5 separate regions of the Sus scrofa genome follow, and all the other regions are linked to region 2. The links are chromatin contacts, called in public HiChIP or PLAC-seq maps. All regions are on one chromosome and are shown on one strand. Each heading gives the region's core, a stretch centred on a gene start, on an enhancer-like site or on the middle of the called end of the contact. The rest is flanking DNA. Distances are from core to core; before and after follow the strand shown. Region 1 has its middle 140 kb from the start of LY86. Region 2 has its middle 71 kb from the start of RREB1. Region 3 overlaps RREB1 (ras-responsive element-binding protein 1). Region 4 has its middle 120 kb from the start of LY86. Region 5 overlaps RREB1 (ras-responsive element-binding protein 1).

Region 1 (2,700 bases), core at 93-2,592, 190 kb after region 2:
TGGACAGAGACCGCCTACCAGCTCCCCTGAGTGTCTTTTCCACTCCAGTTTCCCCCGCCTAACACTGGGAAGCCAAAGTCATTTATTCCTGGGCAAAACAAAAACAAACAAACAAAAAACTCATTAAAAATGCTTTTCCTGGAGTTCCCTGGCAGCCTAGCAGGTTAAGGGTCTGGTGTTGTCACTGCAGTGGCTCCGGTTGCTGGTGTGATAGGGGTTCAATCCCTGAGCCAGGAACTTCCGAGGGATCATGGCCACGGCCAAGAAAAAAAAATGCTTTTCCTGTCAAAGAAATAAGAACCATTATTCTTTAGGAAGCTGACTTTTACACTTTGTGAAAAAGTCAAAGTCATACCAGCACTGGATTCTTTCCTTTTGAGCCATCAAACTCCTAGAGCAGGTGTTTAGATCTGAGGGACGACGGTCAGGAGCCTCGCCCGCCCATGGGCAGTTGACCTGCCTCTGGTGTACTATTTACGTTCAGGTAAACAATGCCTTTTCATTTTTCCACTGTCGGCAGGATAGTCCAAGGATCAGATCACCCTAAACGGTGATCTGGCACATGATTGGCCGCAGAGGACGAACTCACGTGTCGTGCTTTTTTTCCCGGAGGCAGCGGTAATGAGGAGGATTAGAATAGGGTTGGGTTAAATTCAGCTTCCGCTATAGATAGCCCAAAGATTTCGTGGGATAGGCTTGTAAAAATCCATTTGTTGTTTATCTGAAAATCTCATTTAATTGGGCACCCTGTACTTTTAAAATTTGCTAGATCTGGTTGGCTAGTCGGGTTAGAGCTGGAAAGTCTTCACTGGACAGCATCCTAGCATCCTGCATCCTGAGAGATTCCCAGCATGCTCTCTGTTCCATTTTGTTTGGCTTGCACCTCTAGATGAGCCCGCGGTTCTTGTGGCTGCTGCCTCCGTCCCCATGAGAAAGACGGAAAAATGAGTTTGTAAGGATCTCTCTGATCCTCAGTGAATACCTTATATGAATGAAGTTATCACTTTAAATGAACCCCGTCAGCGGCCCTTGTTACCTCAACTCCTAACATCTGCCTTCAGGCCATGAGGGCCGGGGGGCGGAAGGGTGGCAGAGGGTGGGAGGGGAAAATCTGGAAGATGCAATGATTAGACCCACTCTCCCCTCCGCTGTTCTAGAATAGCTCTAGCGGCAAAGAAGAAACGCGGCATCGCCGAGGGATATCTTCTGCTCTGAGCGATGCTTCTGCTCCTGGCAAAGTTTTCAATGTGCTTCCTTCCCGGGTGTCCCGGTCTATTGTTTTCAGCTGGGCTCCGCACGGAGCTGGAGCGCTGAGTCTCCTTCTATAAACTGACCCCTGGTGGTTGCTATAGCAACTGCAAAGGGAGCGCCCTGAGCTGGGTAAACAAGGCTGATTCCCAGGGCTGGGCCGGGGGAGTCCCGTGTGCCTGAGAAGGGGTTTCTGGGGCGAGTCGGAAAGGCTGCAGGACAGCCCCCCTCATTCCCTCCCCGCCCACTGCCCCACCCCTCTCGCTCCCCCTCCCCCCTCCCTCCCTCCTCCCTCCTTCCTCGCCTTCCCTTTGCCCTCTCCCCTCCCACCAGACCAGGATGTGGGAGGGAAGCGTGCAGGGGCCTGCCTTTGACGCCGGGGAGCTGAACACCGTACCCCTGAAACGACATCTAAACGTTCCCCTAGAGCCCTAGGCTAGAGATGTGCCAATCTGACCCTGACAAACCAACCACCTGTGTCGCTGCCACACCTGCTTCAGGCCCGAGCTGCCGTGGGTGATGCGGGCCGGGGCTTCGCGGCCTCGGCGGCGCTCTGGGGTAATCCCGCAGGCGGAACCCGAGACAGAAGCGCAAGGTTTCTGAGGCCTGCGTGGCTCGCCTGAGGCTTTTTCCTGTTTTGGAAGGAATGATGGCGAAAGACATGTGGTACCTAAGAGGGCTGTGCCTCTGACCCTCAACACAGACACACGCAGCACACATCTGCACACACGTGCATGCACATGCAACACACATGCACACACACGTACACCCATACACACCCACACAAACAATACACACATGTACACATGTACACAGAGATACATAGTAACATATACATGCATACATATACATGTACACACATGCACACATGAATACACATGTACACACACAAGTACCTACACGCATATGAACACAATACACATGCATACACACGCACACATACGCATGAATACACTCACATGCAGACACATCAATACATAATACAGGTGTGTACACAAACATACACACTTCCATATACATCCATAATATATAGGCAGGTATATACATATTCATATACATGCAAACGCACATACACCTGCTGGCAGGAAGCCTTCCGCATGTAACAGCAGAGGGTGTATCTTCAGTTTTCTCTGGTTAGTTCTCTCCTGCCCTCATCCAGTTGAAAGTTTTGTATGTTAATATGAACTCTGTGGCGCATCTCACACCACGACTTGCCTGGAGGCCTCCTAAAAAGTTCCTCCACACGGATGGATTGAGGGGAAATCTGGATTTTATATTTTTCACAGGCCAGTACAGGTTTTCATTTTTTTCTATAAAAATCAGTATTTCTGGAGTTCCCATTGTGGCTCAGTGGTTAACAAATCCGACTAGGAACCATGAGGTTGCGGGTTCGATCTGTGACCTCGCTCAGTGGGTTAAGGATCCTGCGTTGCTGTGGCTGTGGTGTAGGCC
Region 2 (2,700 bases), core at 34-2,533:
CCACTGAGCGGTGCCAGAGATCGAACCCATACCTCATGGAAAGTAATCAGGCTCCTTACTGCTGAGCCACGATGGGAACTTTGAATCCATGAGTTTGATACCACCCACCGATCTGAAAGCCATGGAGTGAGTTAGTAACTCTGAGTTGCATCCGCGCTGCTTGGAGGCCTCCAGGGGCCCAGGAGAAGCTTGGTGGTCTGGCTCTGGCTGGCGGCTCTGCCCCTGGTCACACACAAGGCCTCACAATTTCTAGAAGGAGCCACCTCTCCAAGGGCCTTTGCATGCGCTACTTCTTTCAAGCACTTTAGTCCTCACTTTCCTGCTTGATCAAGCAGCTGCAATGACCACTTTCAAACAGAAACCTGGGAGTTCCCGCTGTGGCACAGTGGGTTAAGAATCTGACTGCGGGGGCTCAGGTCACTGCGGGAGCTGGAGTTCGATCCCTGGCCAGGCACAGGGGGTTAAAGGATCTGGTGTTGCTGCAGCTGTGGCTTGCATTCAATCCCTGGTCCCGGCTCTCAGAAGCGTCCCCCGGAGGGGTGGACTCAAAGGTAGTGATTTGTCCTGAGGCCTGTCCTGGGGGGAGTGAGTAAGGTCCAGAAACTGGCTTGGCTGATTTTTATCAATCCGCCTTTCAGTGAAACTTAACAAGACAGTTGCTTAAGCATCACTGTCTGCAGAACCATTTTAGACAAAGGCAGTTTTTACTCAACCTGATTTGGGGCAAGTCATCATGAAAACTTTAAAAATCAAATGCCTGATGTATGGGCCAAACATTTTTTTCAGAATTAATATCACTAACATTTAGCTTTTTCTTTCTTTCTTTCTTTTTTTTTTTTTGGCCACACCCATGGCATGTGGAAGTTCCCAGGCCAGAGATTGAACCCATGCCACAGCAGCAACAGTGCCAAATCCTTAATCCCCTGAGCCACCAGGGAACTCTTTTTTTTTTAAATTCCACCCTCAGTCATAACCCCTATTACCTTTTAATAAGAGTGGGGCTGAGACTGAGGTAGTGAAATTAACTAAAGTGAGCTGGGAGACGTTTCTTCTCGCTAAGAGGAAATACGAAAAATCAGGGCATGTGGAAACGGGACCTGAAGGAAAGGAAATCCGGCCGAATGAAGCTCCTTTTGGGTTTTTCATCCCCTCTCCTCTTCTCATTTCCGAACTTCCTGATCCCGTCGCCTCCCCCCTCCTCCACCAGCTCTTGCCTCCAAGTCCTTGGAACAGCATGATGCCAAGTCACACTTCCTTGTTCAGAGTGAGAGCCACAGGCCCTGCCTCTGAAGGCTGGAGGGAATTCAGGCTGTGAATCTCGCTGTGACAACAGCAGGGGGGAATAAGTGGGGGGCAGATTGGCGCCTTGAGAGAGAAAGCCATGAAATAAGGCAGATTTCTGCTGTATCTAATATTGCAGAGGCGCACGGCTGCCCTGACAGACAGACCCCGAAACCTGCAGTGACTTTCCACGTGGCTCTGGCTGAAATGCCCCCAGGGTCAGGATGTCCCGGGCTCTGTCCCCTGGTTCCTGTGTGCTGCCATTCCACAGAAGGCCCTTCCTTTTTTTGTGTGTGCCACTCCTTCGGCATGCAGAAGTTCCCGGGATCAAACCTGCACTACAGTAGTGGCAACACTGTGCCCTTAACCACGAGGCCACCAGGGAGCTCCTGGAAGCCTCTTCCTTGGTGGCCTCCTAAGCTGTTTCCAAAGGTGAAGGCAACACCAGTGACTGTATGATAATTATTTTTACCTTGAAAAGCACCCCCATTGTTGCCACTCCCTATTATGCAGTTTTGTGCGTTTTTTATTTTTTTCAAGAAACTCATATTACTGTTGCCTTTGGGGTAGCTGGGGTGAGAGGAAGGTTCTCGGAGGCCCTAATCCCCACTCCTGAGTCTGCTGTTCCTGGACAAGGGCCTTCCCTGCACCTTCGCTCTTGACTTTCACTGTCCTCAGCCTTGGCTACAACGAATGTCCTCATTGCTCTTTGCTGGCAAACCAGCCTGGCTCATCAGATGGGCTGCCTGGTGGACCTCGAGCCCAAGTATTTCCAAGGACACTCGTGGAAACGTCTGCCAGAGGAGAGTCTGCCTCGAGCCATGTAAGATCCTAATTAACCCGTGGACTTTCATATATGCTCTCATGCCAAAAAGGGTCACAGTGTCTCTAAATTTCTTTCCTTTTTTTTTTTTTTTGGCTTTTTAGGGGCGCACCTGCAGCATATGGAAGTTCCCAGCTCACGTCAGAGCTGCAGCTGCTGGCCTACACCACAGCCACAGCAACGCGGGATCCAAGCTGCACCTGTGACCTCGCTCAGTGGGTTAAGGATCCAGCCCTTTCCTTGAAACCATCTCTCATCTATATTCCTGGGCTACCAAGTTCTGGAATGAGCAAAGAGACAAAAGTTGCCTTCCTTTATTTATTTATTTTTTCTTTTTAGGGATGCACCTGCGGTATATGGAAGCTCCCAGACTAGGGCGTGAATAGAAGCTACAGCTGGTGGCCTACACCACAGCCACAGCAACGGCAGATCTGAGCCACATCTGACACCTACACCACAGCTCTTGGCAATGCTGGATCCTTCACCCACTGAACGAGGCCAGGGATTGAACCTGCATCTTCACGGATACCAATCAGATTTGTTACCTCTGAGCCACAATGGAAACTCCTGTTTCCAAATGTTTTTATGCAGATTTT
Region 3 (2,821 bases), core at 148-2,647, 140 kb before region 2:
GACCGAGGCCGTGACAAATGCTGACACCCCAGGAGCTGCACACGTGTCCCGCAGCAGAGCAGGAGAGCCTGGGCCGAACCTTTACCAAGCGAGGCGGCCATCAGCTGAGAGGTGCGCGCTAAAACCTTAGCGCAGCCGAGAGCACCTTAAGAACGGACGGCACCTCCCTTGTCGAGGGACAAACGTGCCTTGCTTGTTAGCAGACTGTTGGGGGACTCGGAGCTGATGGGGTTCCAAGTGTGGAGGAAAAGGACCAAGGGCACAAGCACACGACGAAGCCTGCCGCCCGTCTCCCCCCCACCTCTCCCTCTTTAGGACGGGGCCTCCCCGGTGGGGAAGCCGGTGAGGGATCAGGCATTGTCCCCGCTGTGGCTCAGGCTGCAACTGTGGCTCGGGTTGATCCCTGCCCAGGGAATTTCTGCACGCCCTGGGCGCAGCCCCCAAAGTAAATAAATAAAAAATAAAAACAAAAGAGGAAGGCTGTGTCCAAAATTTAAAAAAGAACCTTCAAAGCTGTTGTCTTTCCATGAGGTTTCCCCCATGTGGAAGATCATTTAAACTTATGAAAACTTGTGCTTCACAACTTCCCATGCTGACTCTCTCGGAAAGTTCCTTCGGCAGATTCCTCTCTGGGAAAAAGCACGCAGCACAAGTACATACACATATAAGCAGACACACACACCTCATTTTTTTCTTAAAGAATTTCCAACAAAAGTATCACCTGTTCTCCAGAACTGGTCTCATCAATCAGCATATGATTATTTGCTGGCTTCAAAGAAGTGGACACCTTCAATACCAAATCCATCTCAGTCTTTTAAATAGATTTCCCTGCAGCTGTAATGTACAGCAAGTAATCAAGTAACTGACCAGAAGTCTTCCTTACTATAACTACATTATGTCAGGAAGAAAAAAGTGAGCCTTCCCATCGAGTTGTAGGAGGAGTTGAGACGATCTCGCTTTTGTCCTATGGCTGCACTTAGATGGCAGAGTTTACTCAGACCAGGAACAGACTTGAGCGATCAGCTTTAGGAGAAATATAAAATTGTAAGCTGTAAAAAATATACTCTAATTCTTTCACTGAGTAGGGAAAGAGAATGGTGAGAAGGGAAAAGAGTCAATATGGACATGAACAAAAATATATTTACCAAAAACAGCCAAAGTGCGGGTGAGAATTTCTGTCACAATTATTATAACATCGAAGATATGTTCTTGCAAACTACCTAAAGTCCTAAATACAGAACACCTAGCCATAGTCACAGCCACTAACCAACCCAGGGGCTGAACGTTGCAAAGACTTATATCCCAACTGGAAAAGGAGAAAAGTCATGCAGTCTTGCCGTTTCCCATTTTGTCTGGACAGGAAGGCATTTACTAAATTTATTTCCTCCTTTGGGATAAAGTGTAAAGTGTGACACTAGCCACTGATGACGTCAAGGTCACCTACATTTACTTCCTTTTCCTAGTTTAAATGAGTAAACAGTAATTTTTTTTTTTTTTGGAATAGAGACTTCTTGCCTCTAGTTGGAAAGTGCAGTTAACAAAATGAAACTCCCAGTTCCAGCGTTTGAAAAGAAGAACAGTGGCTGGGCTTGTCTCTGGAATGCTGTTTCAGGAGCAACCCAGACAGGACTTTTGGAGATATTCTGGTTTGCACCTGTGTCTTTAATTCTGTCTTATACCTAGGTTCTCCTTCTGGGAGGATGGAGCAGGAAGGGAAGGAGCCTGGTATAAAACAATGTAGCTCATTGTTCCAGGTTAGAAAAAACAAATCCACCTCAGCATTAAGGTGCATTTATGCACTAATTTCACCAGAAGCCAGAGGCCAGCATTAGTCCATTCTACCCACCCCATGCCGACCCTGGACCAGACGAGCGCAATAACCCAAACCAACCAACCAAAACCTTCTGATTCTCGATCTCAGGGAATGAAACACAGGTTTAACAGCTCAAGGTCCATTTACAAAGCATGTTTTTCTTTATAAATATTTACAGTCCTGATATTTTTGTTTTCTCCTTTGCTCCCTGACCCCATCCTTCACATGAGCCCCATCACTGCAAACAAACAAAACAAACAAAAAAGATAATAAATAATAACCACCAAAAACAAAAGAAAAATCACTGGCCCCATTCGGCTATCACGTCCTCCAGCGGGGCCAGAGACGACAGGAAACGCAGACCACGGACGCGAAAGGAAACCGTCACCTCCACTGGCCAAGCAGGCTGGCCTGTGCTCCGGTTCCGAGCACAGCGGGTGGGAATCCGGGGGTGGGAAGGGAGACGCAGGGCACGGGGCCGCTGCAGCATTGCCTCCTGTGAGCCAGGCCCTGGGCACCCTTTCCGAGACTTCTCATCGGGCACCCAGGCCGCTGGGTCAGGGAGAGCCAGCAGTTCACAGTTCACAGCGAGAGTCTCACCGTGGTTTTGCACCAAAGCCTCGGGAGGACCCCGAGCAGAGGGCAGGCCACTTGACGGACGTGGGGAGGGGAGAGAAGACAACATTCAAAGTCACTGTGACTCAAGAAAGTCAATAAAGTTGCACTGACCTGTTTTCTTCGTCTTATCAAGCTGGCTCCTCTTTACCAAGGAGCTGGCGCTGGCTGGGCCCAAGCGTGGACAGGGTCACACCTCAAAGCCACTGCCTCTGGAGCAGATGGGAGCAACCTACAAAGACAAGAAAGGAGGACGCTGGGAGCGGGTCCCCCCAAAAAGGGTCCCGTCCCTGTATTATTTTCTTCGCTCACGCCACTGAGAGGAGCAAATGAAGGACAACAGAGCCCGCACTTGCAAGCAAGCTTCCAGCTCCTGGGTCAACTCCCGCCGAG
Region 4 (2,762 bases), core at 160-2,659, 210 kb after region 2:
GGGGGGGGGCGCAGTGGAGAGGGAGGGGCAGAGAGGAGTAGCGGGGTCAGTGAGGGACTGAAGCCCTTAAGTCACCTGCCTTTGATGCTTGCTGGGTGCTTCTGCCTTTCAAACAGAAGGGATGCCCACGGCATTGGGTGCCTGCCCATGACGGGCGTCTGTAGGCTTGGTTTGTGTTATTCTGATGAAGTTTGAGTCTAGGTCAGTGTGTCCACTTTGGTCACATTATTAGAATCCCCCAGGGAGCTTTTCAACCTCCCTTATGTCCAGGCTCACCTCGCAGGCTCATTACATCAGAATCTCTATGTTGGAATCCAGGCATGGGGGGGGGGTTTAAAGTCCCCCCACCAGCCAGGCCAGAGCACAGCCCCCGAGGGATCAGGGTCTCTGCTGGAGGTCAATGGGGGGGGGGGTCAAGGGAGTAAACTCTGGGAGCAGAGGCCACTCACCAGTGCTGGCGGCAGCAGCATGAGGCCCTCCCGAGGTGGGTGATGCTGCGGTTCCCGTGCCGACTGTCTGCTTGGCTCCATGCTTACCTCCGCAGAACCACCTGCTGGATTTCAGGTTTGAGGGCAGCAGGTGGTAGAGGCTTTAACTTCCATGCCTCCATTTCACCATCTGAAAAATGGACGTAACGGCACCGCCTTCTGGGATCCAGTGCAGTTCTGGGCACACAGCTTCGGGCAGCTCATAAAAGTCACCATTCGCATCTGCACATAACCCTCCTAGGGTGCGAGTTGGGGCAGCAGTGAGTGAGAAGGATAGATGCGCACTGTACAGACGAGCTTGTTCAACAGGCCGTGAGGACTCTGGAGGGATTTCGGTCTGCGGGGATCTGCTTTTGGAGTCCTGGAGACGGGGGCGGGGGGAGGGGGAGCAGGAGATCTGGCCACTCGGGCCGTCCTCACAGGGCCCCGGTGCACTGTCCTGCTTGGACTTTGTTGCTTTCCATCTTTTCTGGAACATTCCGGCCAGCGCACAGCTTAGGGAGCAGGTGATGAAAGATTAGGGCTCCCATTACCCGGGCTGATGGAGTGGTATCTAGTAAGCGGGACAGGGAGAGCCAGAAGCCTGGTTCTCATCCTCCCTGCTGGTCAATTACCTGACTGGCTACGGTCAGTCGGCATGAGTGACAAGGGGCACATTTTTCTAACTGGCTCCCGCAGGGCCTCGCCATCAGCTGAGAAGCAAGCCTCTGCCGTGAGGTGGGGCTCTGGGCTAGCCACGCGGAACAGGAGATACTTATTGGAGCGGCTTCTTATCTCTGGTGTGCCTTCCTCCAGGGGACCTGTAGTCATTACGGGAACCCTTACTTTGCTAAGTCCCGGCCAGCGACGGCGGTGTGCGACTCTCACTGGCGGCCATCTTGCCCACAGAGACTACAAGTCCCAGCATTCATCGCGCGCGTCCCGGCCACGCCCCCTGCGAGCGGGGAGGCCCGGGCCAGCCCTCGCCGCCCTGGTAGATGTCCTTCCGTAAGTCAGGCGAGCTCGCAGCCTGCCACCCCGGCCTCAACTTGGGTACACGCTTTGTTTCAGTGCAGCGGTGGCGGCCCGTTGGTCCCCGCGGTTTCTTTACCCCGTGATGAGCCAGGAAAAGCAGATCTGCGGCAGAGAGCTGCCCCAGGGCTCATTCATTCCACCATCCACCAGAACACTGGCAAGACGGAGGGTTTTGTCAGATGGGAGCTGGGGTAGTGAATAAAAAAAGTGAAACCAGATGTTCTTCCCTCTGGTTGCTTCATATCCACGCAGGGGCTTGGAGGAGGAGGCCGTAAAAATGTCACAGCCCTTGATTCCTGAGGCCAGATTTACGCTCTGTGTAACCTTCCACCATAAATCCCCCACCTCGCTGGAGCGTCGGCTTCTGAAGGGGCAGAGCCCAGCTGCAGCGGTGACCAGAGGCTGCAGAGGATGCAGAGTGGACGAGGCGGGGGAGCACGGGGGCAGGGAGCCTGGCTGGGAATCAGCGGTTGCTTTTCAAGAATTTTCAAGTGGGCAAAAGATGTTCCAGGATTGACTTGGAGTTTGGCCTTCTTGGGAGATAAGCCAGGCTCTATTTTGCATTTTAGCCTGAAAGGGAACATGATTGCTCTTTGGAAAGTACTGGTAGAAGCAAGAGAACTCAGTAAGGACGGAACCCAGAGAAGCAGGGTTGGTCCAAGTGCCCCTAGGAGGAAGGAGAGGTGGACACTGCCCCAGGAGGGGGCATCCTCCAGAAGCTGGAATGTGCCCTCAGAGCTGCGGGAAGGGGAAGCCCTGGGACTCTGGCTTTGCAAGGACCGTCCTATCTGCCATGGGGGGATGGGCCTGTGGGGGTGGGTCACGAAGGAAGCAACAGCTTAGGAGGCTCTGACCAAAGTCCAGGCAAGTGATGACGGTGGCTTGGTCCAGGTGGAAGCCACAAACACGGAGAATGGAGACTGGGCTCAGATGGGAAGAAGCAAGGATGCCTCCCAGTTTCTGGTGAGCGGCTGAGTAGACAGTGGTGACGCCACTGAAACGGAAGCCTAGAGGAGCTTCAGGTCTGTTGAGGGGATTAAGACTTGGGTTTAGACACATTTAGAAATGCTTATAGAGAATTCCCATTGTGGCTCAGTGGGTTAAGAGCAAAGAACTGGTATCCATGAGAATGCAGGTTCCGTCCTTGGCCTTTGCTCAGTGGGTTAAGGATCTGGTGTTGCCGTGAGCTGTGGTGTAGGTTGCAGATGCGGCCCAGGTCCCCTGTGGCTGTGGCTGTGGTGTAGGCTGGCAGCTGCAGCT
Region 5 (2,700 bases), core at 27-2,526, 170 kb before region 2:
CGTCCGGCCTTGTTACTAATTTTTAGAGGACAGCTCATGGCTCTGGGCTGGGGTAGAAACGTGGTGTGATAAACACACGATTGTGGCGTGGCGATTGTGGCGTGGCGTGGGCACTCTGCAGGGACGAGGGCGGAGGAAGAAGCCGTCCGCGGGGCAACTCCCAGCAGGGCTGACAGTGACTTAACCGGCCCCGGCCAGGAAACAAGGAACGGGTAACCACAAATGGAGCGGTTTCCCCAATAACCGTGCCGAGGACCTGCGACGGGTGGTGACCGCGCACACAGACTGCGAGTCAGGCCAAGAGAAAGGTGGAGGCGGAGTCGCCAGCGGGTGACCTACAGAGACAGAAAACAAGGCCACCAAAAATCTGAGAGAAAAAATATTTTAAACCTTGAGGGTCCACAGTTCTGGGCGTAGCTCCCCCCAGGTTGCTACAGTGCCCCTGGGCTCATCTGGGGGTCCTGACCCTCCAGAACAAGGTAAAACGCTGAAGAGCAATCCAAAGAGACCCCCTGCTCCCTGGGGCGCCTGATTTTCACATCCTCCTGTCAAGCTGAGGGCCAGGCACACGATCCTGTCACCGAGAAAGGGTTAAAGAAAACTGCTCTGTTTCATTATGCTAAACGCACTTCTGAAAGACTGCTGTGGCAAGTTCCAAATCTCAGGAAACACTTCTTCAGAATCTCAGCTTTCCCCACAAGCTAAGGGAGAGGACCTGCCGTCCCAGCGTGTAAAGGTGTCAGGTGCTGCCAGGCTTCGGGAGGTCTGGGTTTCCGCACAGCCGGGATCCCAGCCTCTGGGAGGCAGGAGTCAACCCACGTCTAAACAGCCATTCAGTTACCCCATCTTTACGAAAGCGGAAGTAGGAGTGCCGCCTTATAACAGGGACTAAGGGCCGACCCGTTCCCAAGTTCTGCCACGGGAAGAGCACCCAGTTCCTTCTCCGTTTCACTGGAAGGGGTTCCCAGCGAGGGACACGAACCCCTAACTTAAGTGTTGCAAGGCTGAACACACTAAACAAGACCCACGTTCAAATAACAGCATCAGGGAAAGGTTCACGGAGTGTTTGTCACAGTCGGAGGACTGGGGCATGCCCTTCATCCTCACGCGTCCCCACGCCCATCTTCCAGGTGGGGGGACGGAGCCCAGGGTCACGGAGATGCCAGGCTCAGGCAAGGCTGGAGCTGGCTGCCCTCCCTCCACCGCTGGGCTGTCCTTCAGAGGACCAGTGCTGCGGGCAGCCCAGCTCCTGCCACGCCCGTGTCACATCCTCGAGGCCTGCCGTCTTTGTAGCACTCTGGCCCTGTCCTCAGAAGCTAAGAAGGCGGCAGGCACCCTGACTACTTCCTCAGGAGACTGAATTTCTTACTCATTATAGCGTTTTAACCGAGGGACTGACATTCCTTTTTTAAAGGGATTTCATGCTTCGTTTTCCCTGTTCTGTCTCCAGAGGCAAGGAGGGGTGAGTGCAAACAACCTCTGGTCGGGGCCCCACCCAGTTCAGACATTCCTCTCCCCCTGCCCACCCCTGCCCTCCCTCCAGGCCCAGCCAGAGAACTGACATCCAGCAGCTGCACTAATCTCTCCCAGTTGCCAGGAGCAACAGTGATGGCCCTGTGACAGGGCCCTGGCCCGCAGCGGCCTGCCCTCCCCACGCCCAGGAATCCGCCGGGCTGCACACCGCGTCCTGACGCCCTGCCCGGGCTGTTCCACCGAAGCGGCGTGGTGTGAAGCGGGGCAGGTCCAGGGGCTGCTCTGCGGGTGGGCTGGCGGGAGCCCAGGAGCCGAGTCTCGGAGGGGCCGTGGGCAGGATAGGGAGGGGGCAACCCTGCCCAAGGTGCCTCCGGCTTCCGGCTACGGAAGGGCACATGCCCTCCCCTCGCTCAGCCCCCAGCATCGTTTCCAATCTGCTCCACCTGGCTGAGCCTTGGAGACCCAGGGACTCTTAAATTTGAGATGCTGACGAGGATTTTGTCATGCCCTCTCCCTATTTTTAGGTTGACATTTAACAAGCACGGGACCAGCGCCATGGGAATCTCTGTTAGGGTCCCCTGCAGATGACGGGCGGGGGCGGGGCAGAGGCAGCGGGGTGCAGTGAAGGGAGCCGAACACTCCTCGGAGCACCGGAGACTCCAGAGGAAGAAGGTTCTGGCACCTCTCCCCCACCCTGGCGGCACAGGGAGCTGCCCCTGCAGAGCCCACCAGGTTCCCCTGGCACGAACTCCCACTGCAGATTTAGGGGTGTCTGTCTCACAAACATCCAGGATCCCGTCGGATGGGGCAGAGGCCCTGAGCCGGGCAAGCACATGGGGGCGCCACGGCATCGGGGGTAAAATGCCAAGGGCAGCTTTCGGCCTGCCAGCCAAGCTTGGACAGCAGGCCACCGGCCCACCTGGCCTCAGCCTGACCCCCTTCACTCCGCGAGAATGGCTCACTCACTGTTTTCTGACGGCCCTTAAGGGGCCCTGTCTCCACCGTCACTGCTTTTCTCTTAAGTCTGGTCAAGCGCCTGGCGCACAACAAGCGTTCATTCATTTGCCAGATGCAGTTTAACTGAAATAATTTTTAAATTATTGAAATAATTTAACTGAAACAATTTAAAAATTATTTATTACCTGATCTCCTTTCATCCAGAAGCCACATAAGATTAGGTAACTTTTGCCAGATTCCACCCCCAGCTGCAGCCACAGAGCCACTGGA

What was found. HiChIP or PLAC-seq counts read pairs in DNA pulled down with a chosen protein or histone mark.
Region 1: a contact with region 2 is called in an H3K27ac HiChIP or PLAC-seq map of skeletal muscle. The contact joins two enhancer-like sites. A contact is called at or near these places in 2 of 2 datasets of contacts at active chromatin or transcription factors (alveolar macrophages and skeletal muscle).
Region 3: an H3K27ac HiChIP or PLAC-seq map of alveolar macrophages shows a contact between it and region 2. The contact joins two enhancer-like sites. A contact is called at or near these places in 2 of 2 datasets of contacts at active chromatin or transcription factors (alveolar macrophages and skeletal muscle).
Region 4: a contact with region 2 is called in an H3K27ac HiChIP or PLAC-seq map of alveolar macrophages. The contact joins two enhancer-like sites. A contact is called at or near these places in 2 of 2 datasets of contacts at active chromatin or transcription factors (alveolar macrophages and skeletal muscle).
Region 5: an H3K27ac HiChIP or PLAC-seq map of skeletal muscle shows a contact between it and region 2. The contact joins two enhancer-like sites. A contact is called at or near these places in 1 of 47 Hi-C or Micro-C datasets (fetal skeletal muscle) and 1 of 2 datasets of contacts at active chromatin or transcription factors (skeletal muscle).

The regions. Positions count from the first base shown.
Region 1 is chr7:4,245,138-4,247,837 of Sscrofa11.1, reverse strand. No RefSeq gene overlaps it. Among named protein-coding and RNA genes, the nearest start is that of LY86, 140 kb to the right of the region's middle. Within about 2 kb of position 1,342, at least 16 of the 83 cell types and tissues checked have an H3K27ac peak or open chromatin away from gene starts, as enhancers often do. A contact at or near this core is called in skeletal muscle, where this site is marked.
Region 2 is chr7:4,439,749-4,442,448 of Sscrofa11.1, reverse strand. No RefSeq gene overlaps it. Among named protein-coding and RNA genes, the nearest start is that of RREB1, 71 kb to the left of the region's middle. Within about 2 kb of position 1,283, at least 14 of the 83 cell types and tissues checked have an H3K27ac peak or open chromatin away from gene starts, as enhancers often do. A contact at or near this core is called in alveolar macrophages and skeletal muscle, where this site is marked.
Region 3 is chr7:4,574,782-4,577,602 of Sscrofa11.1, reverse strand. RREB1 (ras-responsive element-binding protein 1) reads right to left here. Exons shown (of 16, transcript XM_005665552.3): 2 at 2,543-2,660. Among named protein-coding and RNA genes, the nearest start is that of RREB1, 64 kb to the right of the region's middle. Within about 2 kb of position 1,397, at least 6 of the 83 cell types and tissues checked have an H3K27ac peak or open chromatin away from gene starts, as enhancers often do. A contact at or near this core is called in alveolar macrophages, where this site is marked.
Region 4 is chr7:4,225,673-4,228,434 of Sscrofa11.1, reverse strand. No RefSeq gene overlaps it. Among named protein-coding and RNA genes, the nearest start is that of LY86, 120 kb to the right of the region's middle. Within about 2 kb of position 1,409, at least 66 of the 83 cell types and tissues checked have an H3K27ac peak or open chromatin away from gene starts, as enhancers often do. A contact at or near this core is called in alveolar macrophages and skeletal muscle, where this site is marked.
Region 5 is chr7:4,611,922-4,614,621 of Sscrofa11.1, reverse strand. All of the region lies in intron 8 of RREB1 (ras-responsive element-binding protein 1), which reads right to left. Among named protein-coding and RNA genes, the nearest start is that of SSR1, 73 kb to the left of the region's middle. Within about 2 kb of position 1,276, at least 31 of the 83 cell types and tissues checked have an H3K27ac peak or open chromatin away from gene starts, as enhancers often do. A contact at or near this core is called in skeletal muscle, where this site is marked.